2 separate regions of the Pan troglodytes genome follow, and region 2 is linked to region 1. Evidence: chromatin contacts called from public capture Hi-C data. All regions are on one chromosome and are shown on one strand. The core of a region is the stretch at or near the end of the contact, and the rest is flanking DNA. Distances in the headings are between cores, read along the strand shown. Region 1 overlaps MACF1 (microtubule actin crosslinking factor 1). Region 2 has its middle 7.5 kb from the start of MACF1.

The links. Capture Hi-C pulls out chosen DNA fragments and counts their contacts.
Region 2: a contact with region 1 is called in a capture Hi-C map of stem cell-derived neural stem cells, with 6 times the contacts expected there. The contact joins two enhancer-like sites. A contact is called at or near these places in 5 of 7 Hi-C or Micro-C datasets (blood, induced pluripotent stem cells, a lymphoblastoid cell line and 1 more), 1 of 1 datasets of contacts at active chromatin or transcription factors (stem cell-derived excitatory neurons) and 1 of 1 other capture datasets (stem cell-derived neural stem cells).

What each region holds. Positions count from the first base shown.
Region 1 is chr1:191,702,719-191,707,743 of NHGRI_mPanTro3-v2.0_pri, forward strand. The region is part of intron 5 of MACF1 (microtubule actin crosslinking factor 1); the gene reads right to left. Among named protein-coding and RNA genes, the nearest start is that of MACF1, 160 kb to the right of the region's middle. Within about 2 kb of position 3,448, at least 8 of the 24 cell types and tissues checked have an H3K27ac peak or open chromatin away from gene starts, as enhancers often do. A contact at or near this core is called in stem cell-derived neural progenitor cells and stem cell-derived neural stem cells, where this site is marked.
Region 2 is chr1:191,872,736-191,877,377 of NHGRI_mPanTro3-v2.0_pri, forward strand. No RefSeq gene overlaps it. Among named protein-coding and RNA genes, the nearest start is that of MACF1, 7.5 kb to the left of the region's middle. Within about 2 kb of position 2,421, at least 9 of the 24 cell types and tissues checked have an H3K27ac peak or open chromatin away from gene starts, as enhancers often do. A contact at or near this core is called in stem cell-derived neural progenitor cells and stem cell-derived neural stem cells, where this site is marked.

The sequences.
Region 1 (5,025 bases), core at 2,198-4,697:
CGTGAACCCGGGAGGGAGAGGTTGCAGTGAGCTGAGGTAGGGCCACCGCATTCCAGCCTGGGTGACAGAGCAAGACTCCGTCTCAAAAAAAAAGAAAAAGAAACAAAATCCTTTCTTAAAGCTCTAAACTATAACTTTACCTTCTGCATTCCCCCAACAGTGTCATCTGGTTAATTTTGCTTTCTTCTTTCAGTACAAAGCCAGTATTAGTAAAACAACTCTCCCTATAATTAAAAAGGAAAACTGGGAGAGGGATACTTGTAAACTGAAAAGGCTGAGCCCAGAAGATAATACACCAACCAACCTCTTTCTCATCATTTCTAGGCCCCAGTGTTATCTGACTATTCACCTAAAATTGTAGAGACTCGAAGGGTTGTGGCAAGAACACTGGTATATAGCTGGGCGTGGTGGGGGCGGGCGCCTGTAATCCCAGTTACTCGGGAGGCTAAGGCAGGCGAATAGCTGGAACCCGGGAGGCAGAGGCTGCAGTGAGCCGAGATCGCACCACTGCACTCCAGCCTCGGTGACAGAGCCAGACTCCGTGTCAAAAAAAAAAAAAAAAAAATTGGTATAGAGGTAAATTCTTCATTAAATGGGATTCGCTAACAAGGTGGGCAGGAGCTTGGCAGCAGAAGTCAAGATGGGGAGGAGGAAGGGATTTTCAAAAATGTTCCTTGTTGAAATAAGCCAGGTATTAGTAGTATGGATATTGAAAGCAGCTGGGAATAGGGAGTCCTGAGAGAAGAAATGGGCCAGAGAAGAAGGCCTTTGTCTGACATCAAAGAGCGATTGCTATTAGCCTGTTCCCATCCAGCTCCAAATCCTAGTCTACTTGTCATTCTGAAAACATATTTGTCAGCTGACCCTTGTCATCTTGCTTCTGTGTTAACTATTTCTTGACAAAAGAAGTATGAACTGTACTAGGTGAATAGAAAAGCAGATCATGTATATTCTACTATCTAAACCCTACACTAGCAAGAAGCACAATCAGTTCCCATTTCTCTCCATCCTAAAAAGCAACAAAACCCACGGTGAAGTTTATGTCTATCCATAGCCTGGTCTCACTCTCATCAACAAGCCCTGGACTAATCAACAGAAGAGACAATCTGGCTGGAACTCAAATTATTTTCTGAGGATAGTTACTACTCTGACATATTAAAAACAAAACCACCACCAAAAAAGCAAGCAAAAAACAACTCAATTGGACTGCCAGCTGTCTCCTGTTTAGACAGGAGTTGGTGTGTGAACAGCAGCAGCTGCTCTTCTGACCCTTGCCCTCCCAGCTTTCCCACTTTCAGCAGAGATGCTCTTGCCCTGCCTATTGGTTTCAGTATGCGTTGCCCTCTCTGTTTCTCTGGCTGCTACTGTCCTCAAGCCTGTGAACAGCCTGTTAGGGAGGGGAGCAGCTCCCTGAAGACAGTTCCTTCAGAGACCAGTGAGAGTTGCAGCCTCTTGGCCTTAAGGACTTTCATTCTGAAGGAATGTCACACTTATCTTGATAAGTTACTTCTTATCTGTCATATAGGATGGTGAGTCTGTGGTCCCTGTATCACATGATGGACACAAAACCTGGAAATATGCCAGGTGTCTGAGCTGAGACTCGGTCACTTAGTTTTTCAGCCTTGGCTATACATAAGTAGTATGACTGTGTCTGCAGTGAAAAGGTAGAAGGAATAGATGCAGAGGTTGGCTACCAAGAAAATGCCACACACCAATTTGAATCATACTGAACAACAAAGGAATCATACTGTTGCCAATAATGGTCACACTACAGATCATGGTCCAAAGGTTTCTCCTAACAATCTTTTCTTTAAGACTCCTCACAGACTCATGCAGAACATTCCCTTGCCAGTGTGGAGATCCAGCCCATACAAAGGTGCCATTGCTATCTATGGTCTATTATCTAGGATTGATTTTACTAGGAGTTCCTAAAACTTTATATGCCAAATTTCTGAAAATCTCACACTCAGTTACAAGCATGTGTCCTATAATGTTATGATGACTACACAATTTCAATTTTAATGCCAGTTGTACAACAATCAGTTCCACAGCTGGTTTTACCCCCAACTACTCTATCTGTTCCAACTTTTACAAGATAAAAGTTGACTTTGACATTCTTTTTTATCTGATGAAACCCAAATACTTGTTGATATGGTTTCAATCTGTGTCCCTACCAAATCTCATGTTGAATTGTAATCCCTAATACTGGAAGTGGGACCTGGTGGGAGACGACTGGATCATGAATCATGAAAGTGGATTTCTCATGAATGGTTTAGCACCATCCCCTTGGTGCTGTTCTCGTGAGGGTAGGTGGGTTTTCATGAGATTTGGTCATTTAAAAGTGTGTGGCACATCCCGCCCACAACCTCTCGTTCCTGCTGTAGCCAAGTGACATGCCTACTGCTCCTCTGCCTTCCACCAAGATTGTAAGTTTCCTGAGGCCTCTTCAGAAGCTGAGCAGATGCCAGCATCATGCTTTCTGTACAGCCTGCAGAACTGTATACCAATTAAACCTCTTTACTTTGTAAATTACCCAGTCTCAGGTATTTCTTTATAGCAATGCAAGAATAGCTTAATACATTCATGCGCCCCATATCCCAGTAGTTTCACTGCCTTCCTTCCTACCATAACACATCTATCACACTCCCCCACACACATATCCATGTTTATATGAGGCCCAAGAAACCTCTTGCCCATCCATAAAATAGACATTTTTTCAATGGCCACTTTTTCTTCAACCTGTTGGGAGTCTCCAAACTCTAATAACAGAGGGCACTAAGATGGGGCTGTCTGTGGGGAAAATTTATCCCCAAAGAGGAAATTCTAGGCACAGATTGCTCAGAATTTGTATCTATCTTCAGCCTTATGCTGCTAGTGATAGGCAGGGCACCAGTAGGTAGACCATATCCCTGCTCTGCAAACATCAGGGCCCCTGTACAGTATCAGTGGCCCCCATCTAGGCAGGGAAAGTGCCCTACCTCATTTTATAAATTTTGCACTTTGAAGTCCTAATGTTTTTATTTCTTCTGCTGCAGAGGCCAACATCCCAGTAAAAGTTCTTTAGCCATTGGTGAATTATAACTTCAATCACCCACACAATCACACACCTACATGCCAGATGCTGTGCTACCCATGGTCTTGCTGAGTCCTTATCTCGGTGTTCAGATCTCTGAATTCTCACTTGCTCCTTGACCTTTAAAACATTCACAGAAACTGCCATTACCACCACCACCAGCAGCACCATCCATGCCTCAATATATTCCTCAAAACAAAATAATGTTAAAGCCCTAAATACATCCAGTCACAAAACAAACTTTTCTAGCCTTAAACCTTCAAATTGCCCTAACCTCCCTCTCTCTCTCTCAACTAATCCCCAGATAACTCTGTGTCCCTCTCCTCTAATCCTGGAATTAGGAACCAAAGAAGGATAAGCCCTCTCCACCTATACAAATACTGAATGAGTGCTGCCGTCAGAAATTTCCCAACAGGGATGGGATTGCATCAGCTCTAGTAAGAACATCACTCTCCTGTGAGGAAGAGCAAGTACACTGACAACAGCTGCCTGACCCCTTCCACATTTATTCCAGAGATTCATTCCAGAGATTCAGTTAGGCCCTTCCCCATCGTCTCTTGTGCTACATTACAACTTCTCGTAGCAGGGAAGCTGGTAAACAGACCTGCCTGAGAGTAAGTACTATCTAGCATTGCACCTTGAGAGATCATCCCACCAGATAGCTTGAGCAATTACGCCGCTTGGCTACTCAGAATCAGGGATTCCCCAGAGACAAGTCTTGGTTTCAAGCATCAAGGGGCAGACCTGAAATAGATTCTGCTTGCTGAGCTCCAGCAGATACTAACCCACATGGGGGTAAGTTTGAGAGGCACCAACATCCTCACTGCTCACCACACTCAGCTTTAATATGTTTGAGGGCCAAGAATCCAAACAGCAGTTTGATTATCTCTTGAACATGCCCACCTACCTCTTCCAGACCCCATGATGGGGTGTGGCTTGCCTCCAGAGAAAGAGTGCCATCCTCTTCTGAGAAGGAAGTAGAGCTCTTTTCAGGTTCTGTATCTTTAGGCTGGATCCCATGTATGTGTGGCCCATCACTGCCATAGCCAGAGGAGGAGGGCAAAATGCTCACAGTCACGCCGCTGATGGACAAATCACTCTGAGAAGTAGGCAGTCTGGAATCCTGGGGGGGCACTTGACCCACATGGGAAGGCTCCGTGCGTCTTTGGCCTCCAGGCTGGTCCAGTAGTAATGAAGAAACAGAACATTCTATAATCCAGGAAGCTGTCTGAGGGGCACCTGAAACACTCTTGGTTCCTTCCTCCACACTCCAGCCCTCGGAAAATTGTTCTTGATTTCCTTTATCAGTGGGGTAGTCTGTCCTAGGCAAAGCACAGCTCCGAAACCCACGCTGAATATTTCCTTTCTCCACTGCAGTCTCTCCTTGCAAAGGCAGCAACACAGCCCTGCTGCTGCAGGATGCTGTCCTAGGAAATTCCACCAGTTGGCTCACTGACTTCTCGCAGTTCCTTTCTGCTGGGTTATCAAGCAGGTGAGCAATGACAGTCATCCCCTCTTCCAGGGAATCCCAGACCCCTCCAGCAACTGATGACTCATTCTCTAACAAAAGGTGGGCGGTCTGGACCTCCCCTTGGAATCTCTCCTTTACCTGTACTATCATCCCCCGATCGACTACCCGTGAGTTGGGGGCTGAGTCCCCAGGCAGCAAAATATCTGGGGGGGTATGCTCTACCCCTCCCACTCCGTCTTCCTTTTGGAGACTCTCTGTTAACTTCGTTAGGGTTTCAGTCTCTTCAATGACTCCAGTTCCTTCTGAGGTTTCTTCCTGGTGAGATGCCTCTGGAGTAGGGATTTTCTTCCCTCTCCACCTCCTTTTGAACCGAACCCTTTTCTTAGGAGATATGGGAGCCTTCTCAGGAATAGCTATTGACTCTTTCGGCTCCTTAAAACAGCCCAGTGAATTTCCCATTTCCTTCCTCTCCTAATCTCAG
Region 2 (4,642 bases), core at 1,171-3,670, 170 kb after region 1:
TTTATTTGCAACGGAGTCTCACTCTGTCACCCAGGCTAGAGTGCAATGGCGCAGTCTGGGCTCACTGCAACCTCCACCTCCTGAGTTCAAGCCATTCTCCTGCCTCAGCCTCTCGAGTAGCTGGGATTACAGGCGCCTGCCACCACCCCCGGCTAATTTTTGTATTTTTCGTAGAGACGGGGTTTCGCCTTGTTGGCCAGGCTAGTCTCAAACTCCTGACCTCAGGTAATCTGCCCGCCTCAGCCTCCCAAAGTTCTGGGATTACAGGCATGAGCCACCGCACCCGGCCTAAATTTTTGATTAAATGCATGAATGAGTGAACCAGATGATCCTAAAATACTTGGCTGTCTGTGACTACTGACTAGCTGGAAGGCTAGAGTATTTAAGGAGAGAGTATGTTTGTCTCACAGCATCCCTTATCTAAGCCTGGAATTCCAAGTCTTCCATATTTAGACATCTAGCTTCCTTTTCAGGCTGATCTCCAATGACACCCTTGTGTGTACCTCCTTTCCCTATAATCAGACTCTGAGGCTTTGCCTAGAATGTCCCATCCCCCAACTCCACCTACTGAAATCTACCTTGAAAGTTCACCCCAAATGACATGAAATTTTTTTTCTATTTATTTATTTAGAGGCAGCGTCTTACTCTATCACCCAGGCTGGAGTGCGGTGGCACAATCTTGGCTCACTGACACCTCTGCCTCTTAGGCTCAAGCAATCCTCCTGCCTCAGTGCGCCCACCAATTAACCCACCAGCAGCTAGGACTACAGGCAGGTGCCACCACGCCCAGATAATTTTTGTGCTATTTGTAGAGACAGGATTTCACCATACTGTCCAGGCTGGTCTCGAACTCTTGGGCTCAAGTAGTCAGCCTGCCTCAGCCTCCCAAAGTGCTGAGATTACAGGTGTGAACCTCCATGCCCAGCTTTTTAAAAAATTTTTTTATAGAGACAGGGTCTCACTATGTTGGTCTTGAACTCCAGGTATGTGTACTGTGGATGTCTGTATCACTGCCTCCTTAACCTCCTACTTCATAGGTTCCTGAGGGCAAAGACATCTATTTCATCTTTCTTCATCACTGGGCCTAACACAATACTTTGCACATAGTAGATGTTCAATAAATATTTGCTGAAGGAATGGATGCCTCATTGAACTGTTATGGGGGTTGGGGGAGGGAGCCAGATCTGATTCAAGACAATTGAGAATCCAACTCAATGTCCACTCAGTGGTCAAGGGCTGAGGGCACTTCATGTGTAGGGAGGAAAGAGGGAAGTACAAAATTATTTCTCTTTCTGCTAGTGCTCCTTCCTCAACCTCTAGAAAGTTTATTCCCAGCTTTTCTTCACCTTTGGTTCATGCTGCATTATTTTATGTGTTAACTGATGCTTTATAAAGAAATTCTTAGGCCAGGTGTGGTGGCTCATGCCTGTAATCCCAGCACTTCGGGAGGCCAGGGCGGGCAGATCACCTGAGGTCAGGAGTTCGAGGCCAGCCTGACCAATATGGTGAAACCGCGTCTCTACTAAAAATACAAAAAATTAGCCGGGCGTGATGGTGGTCCCCTGTAATCCCAGCTACTTGGGAGGCTGAGGCAGGAGAATCGCTTGAACCCAGGAGGCAGAGGTTGCAGTGAGCCTAGATCGTGCCATTGCATTCCAACCTGGGCAACAAGAGCGAAACTCCATCTCAAAAAAAAGAAAAAAAAAGAAATTCTTTGCTAGTAGTGAGTGTGTGTGTGTGCACACATGCACATATTCTCTCCATTCCTCCTTGCAAGGGTAGCTGTCTGCTGTAACTTTTATATTCCCCAATAGTAGCTGATGCCAGGCACTGAAGGGGCAGCCCCAAGCATTATCCTTTGACCAGCTCTTGGAAGAAAATTACCTAGTTCTAGTCTCAGAAGTGAAGCTCCACCAACCTCTTGGGCACCAGCCAAAGCTCCCTTTCTGCCCAGCTCCTAGAAACCTTTCCTAAGCTTTGCCAAGTTCCCAAATCCGCTCTGGGGTAAGAAGCCTTTGCCTGCTCTCATGCTGCCCTCTTCTGTTCAGAAAGTGCAACATCTCAATTTAAGAGGCCTGGAGGGTGCCAGCCACCCAGGAAGACAAGCTCCCTGCCACCAGCAGCCCATCACCATAGCAACCCTCAAAATGGTTACTCAGCCATCTGGGTTACCATAGCAACTGGCCAAGTCGCTCCACCTCAGCCTCTCCCTAGGCCTCTCCCGTGGCTCGTCAGAGCCAACTCCAAATAATCTCCAGTGCTTCCTGGAAGAAATGAGCAGAGGCTGGACCCCTGACAGGCAGCTATCCCAAAGGGGCGTGGAAGGCCTCACCGCACCGGCTTCCCGAGGCACAATAGAGATAATGGATGTTGAGGCACTCCGTGAACCTTGAAGTGCTACACAGATGTTAGCTGTTATTAAACTACTGTTCCTTGTAATGGGGGAGGCAGTGGGTTGCCCTAGGCAGAGCTAGCACCATTCCAAGCTTGGCCCCTTACTGGCTGGGAGACCTTGAGCAAGTTACCAAACTCTCTGGGCTTCTGCTTCCTCTGCTGTAGCACATCTGCCTCCTAAAGTTGTTTTGAGGATTAGGTCAAATACAGCATGTAAGATGCTGAGCGCCAAGGCTGGCATTCAGAACCTAACAATAGTAGTTATAAAAGGTATTGGCCCCTCTGCTGTCTCCCAGCTTCTTTGTCAGTAAAACTGTTTTTATCTTCACTCTTGAAGGAATCAGGCTAATGTGAGCCCTGCTGAACCATACCCAATCTCTCTTCCTGCTCTGAGGCAGGACAGGGTCTTACCCTGTGTGGATCCTCTGAGGCAGTCTATACTCTTTGGGGAATTGGGAGGTTCCCCAAACTGTGAGGTGTGGCTTTTTTTAATCTATGAAACTTCTCTTCACTTGAAGCCACAGCTCCCCATCCAACACCATCTCAAGGTAGAAACCTCTAAAGGGGCACTAACAGGCAGCCTGGAAAGAGCACAAATCACTGAGGCCGGGAGAGGCCCTTGAGAGTGGTGGCCAATGCTCTCAGTTGAGATCAGAGTCACGTGAAGCAGTTCACCAGCATCAGGGCAGTCCTGGGGCACAGGCCCCTATAACAAAAATGGAACTCATTCCCTTGATGAATTTTTTTTTTTTTTTTGAGACAGGGTTTCACTTTGTCACCCAGGCTACAGTACAGTGGCATGAACATGGCTCACTGCTGCCTCAACCTCCCAGGCTCAAGTGATCCTCTAGCCTCAGTCCCCCAGATAGCTTGTACTACAGGTGTACACCACCACGCCCAGCTAATTTTTGTATTTTTTGTAGAGATGGGGTTTCGCCATGTAACCCAGGCCGATGTTGAACCCCTGAGCTCAAGTGATCCACCCACCTTGGCCTCCTAAAGTTCTGGGGTTAGAGGCATGAGCCACTGTGCTATCCTCCCGCCATCATGTTAAGGACCTGAATCCTATTGCAACTCGACTTCAGTCCGTCAAGATTGAATCCTTGAAATTCATGTTTTGGATATTTAGTTTAATTATACTGGCAGAACAGAACCAGATATGCTCTAGCCTAGCTCTGTGTGTTCTGGGGATAGAGCCTGAACCTCAAGCTGGAAGGACCAGAGGATCAGCCAAGCAACGCTAGGAGGGACACACTGCCCCTGGAGCCTGAACATCTAGGTGTTAGAATCCCTGATGAAGAGGCCAGGCGCGGTGGCTCACACCTGTAATCCCAGCACTTTGGGAGGCTGAGGCGGGTGGATCACCTGAGGTCAGGAGTTCAAGACCAGCCTGGCCAACATGGTGAAACTCCGTCTCTACTAAAAATACAAAAATTAGCCGGGCGTGGTGGTGGGCACCTGTAATCCCAGCTACTCAGGAGGCCAAGGCAGGAGAATTACTTGAACCTGGGAGGCAGAGGTTGCGGTGAGCCGAGATCATACCACTGCACTCCAGCGTGGGTGACAGAGCAAGAGTCTGTCTCAAAAAAAAAACAAAAAAGGAATCCCTCATGAAGACTCTGGGCAGTAGGTCAGGTGGCAGTGGTTCCAGTCCTCAGACATGGACTCTGAAGCAGATAAACTGGTATATTTACTACTAGAGGAAAGGTAGTATAATATAACGGTTAAAAAGTGAGGGAAGTAAAGGAGTTTGAAGTTGCGGTGAGCTACAATTGTGCCACTGCACTGCAGCCTGGGCAACAGAGCAAAACTCTGTCTCAAAAACAAAAACTGAGGAAGGTAGAAGTATGTGATTACTGGAACTTTCTGATTTTTTTTTTTTGAGATAGAGTCTTGCTCTGTCACCAAAGCTGGAGTGCAGTGGCGCAGTCTCGACTCACTGCAACCTCTGCCTCCCGGTTCAAGTGATTCTCCTGCCTCAGCCCTCCGAGTAGCTAGGATTACAGGCATGAGCCACTGCACCCAGCTACCGGAACTTTCTTATACATAACTGGGGAGGGAGAAGTGGGGTTGCAATATATGGGTTTTTTCGTCCACAGTTCCTGGCTCATAACTTCTATAGCCCTTGTCATAGTTTTCTGCTATAATGTTGAGGCACTGTAGACCTCAGAAGCAAATCAAGTCTTAGAAAACAGAATCTTTCTGCCCTCCTGCCCTCCTTTCACCTGTTTCTTTTTCCTCCCAAAGC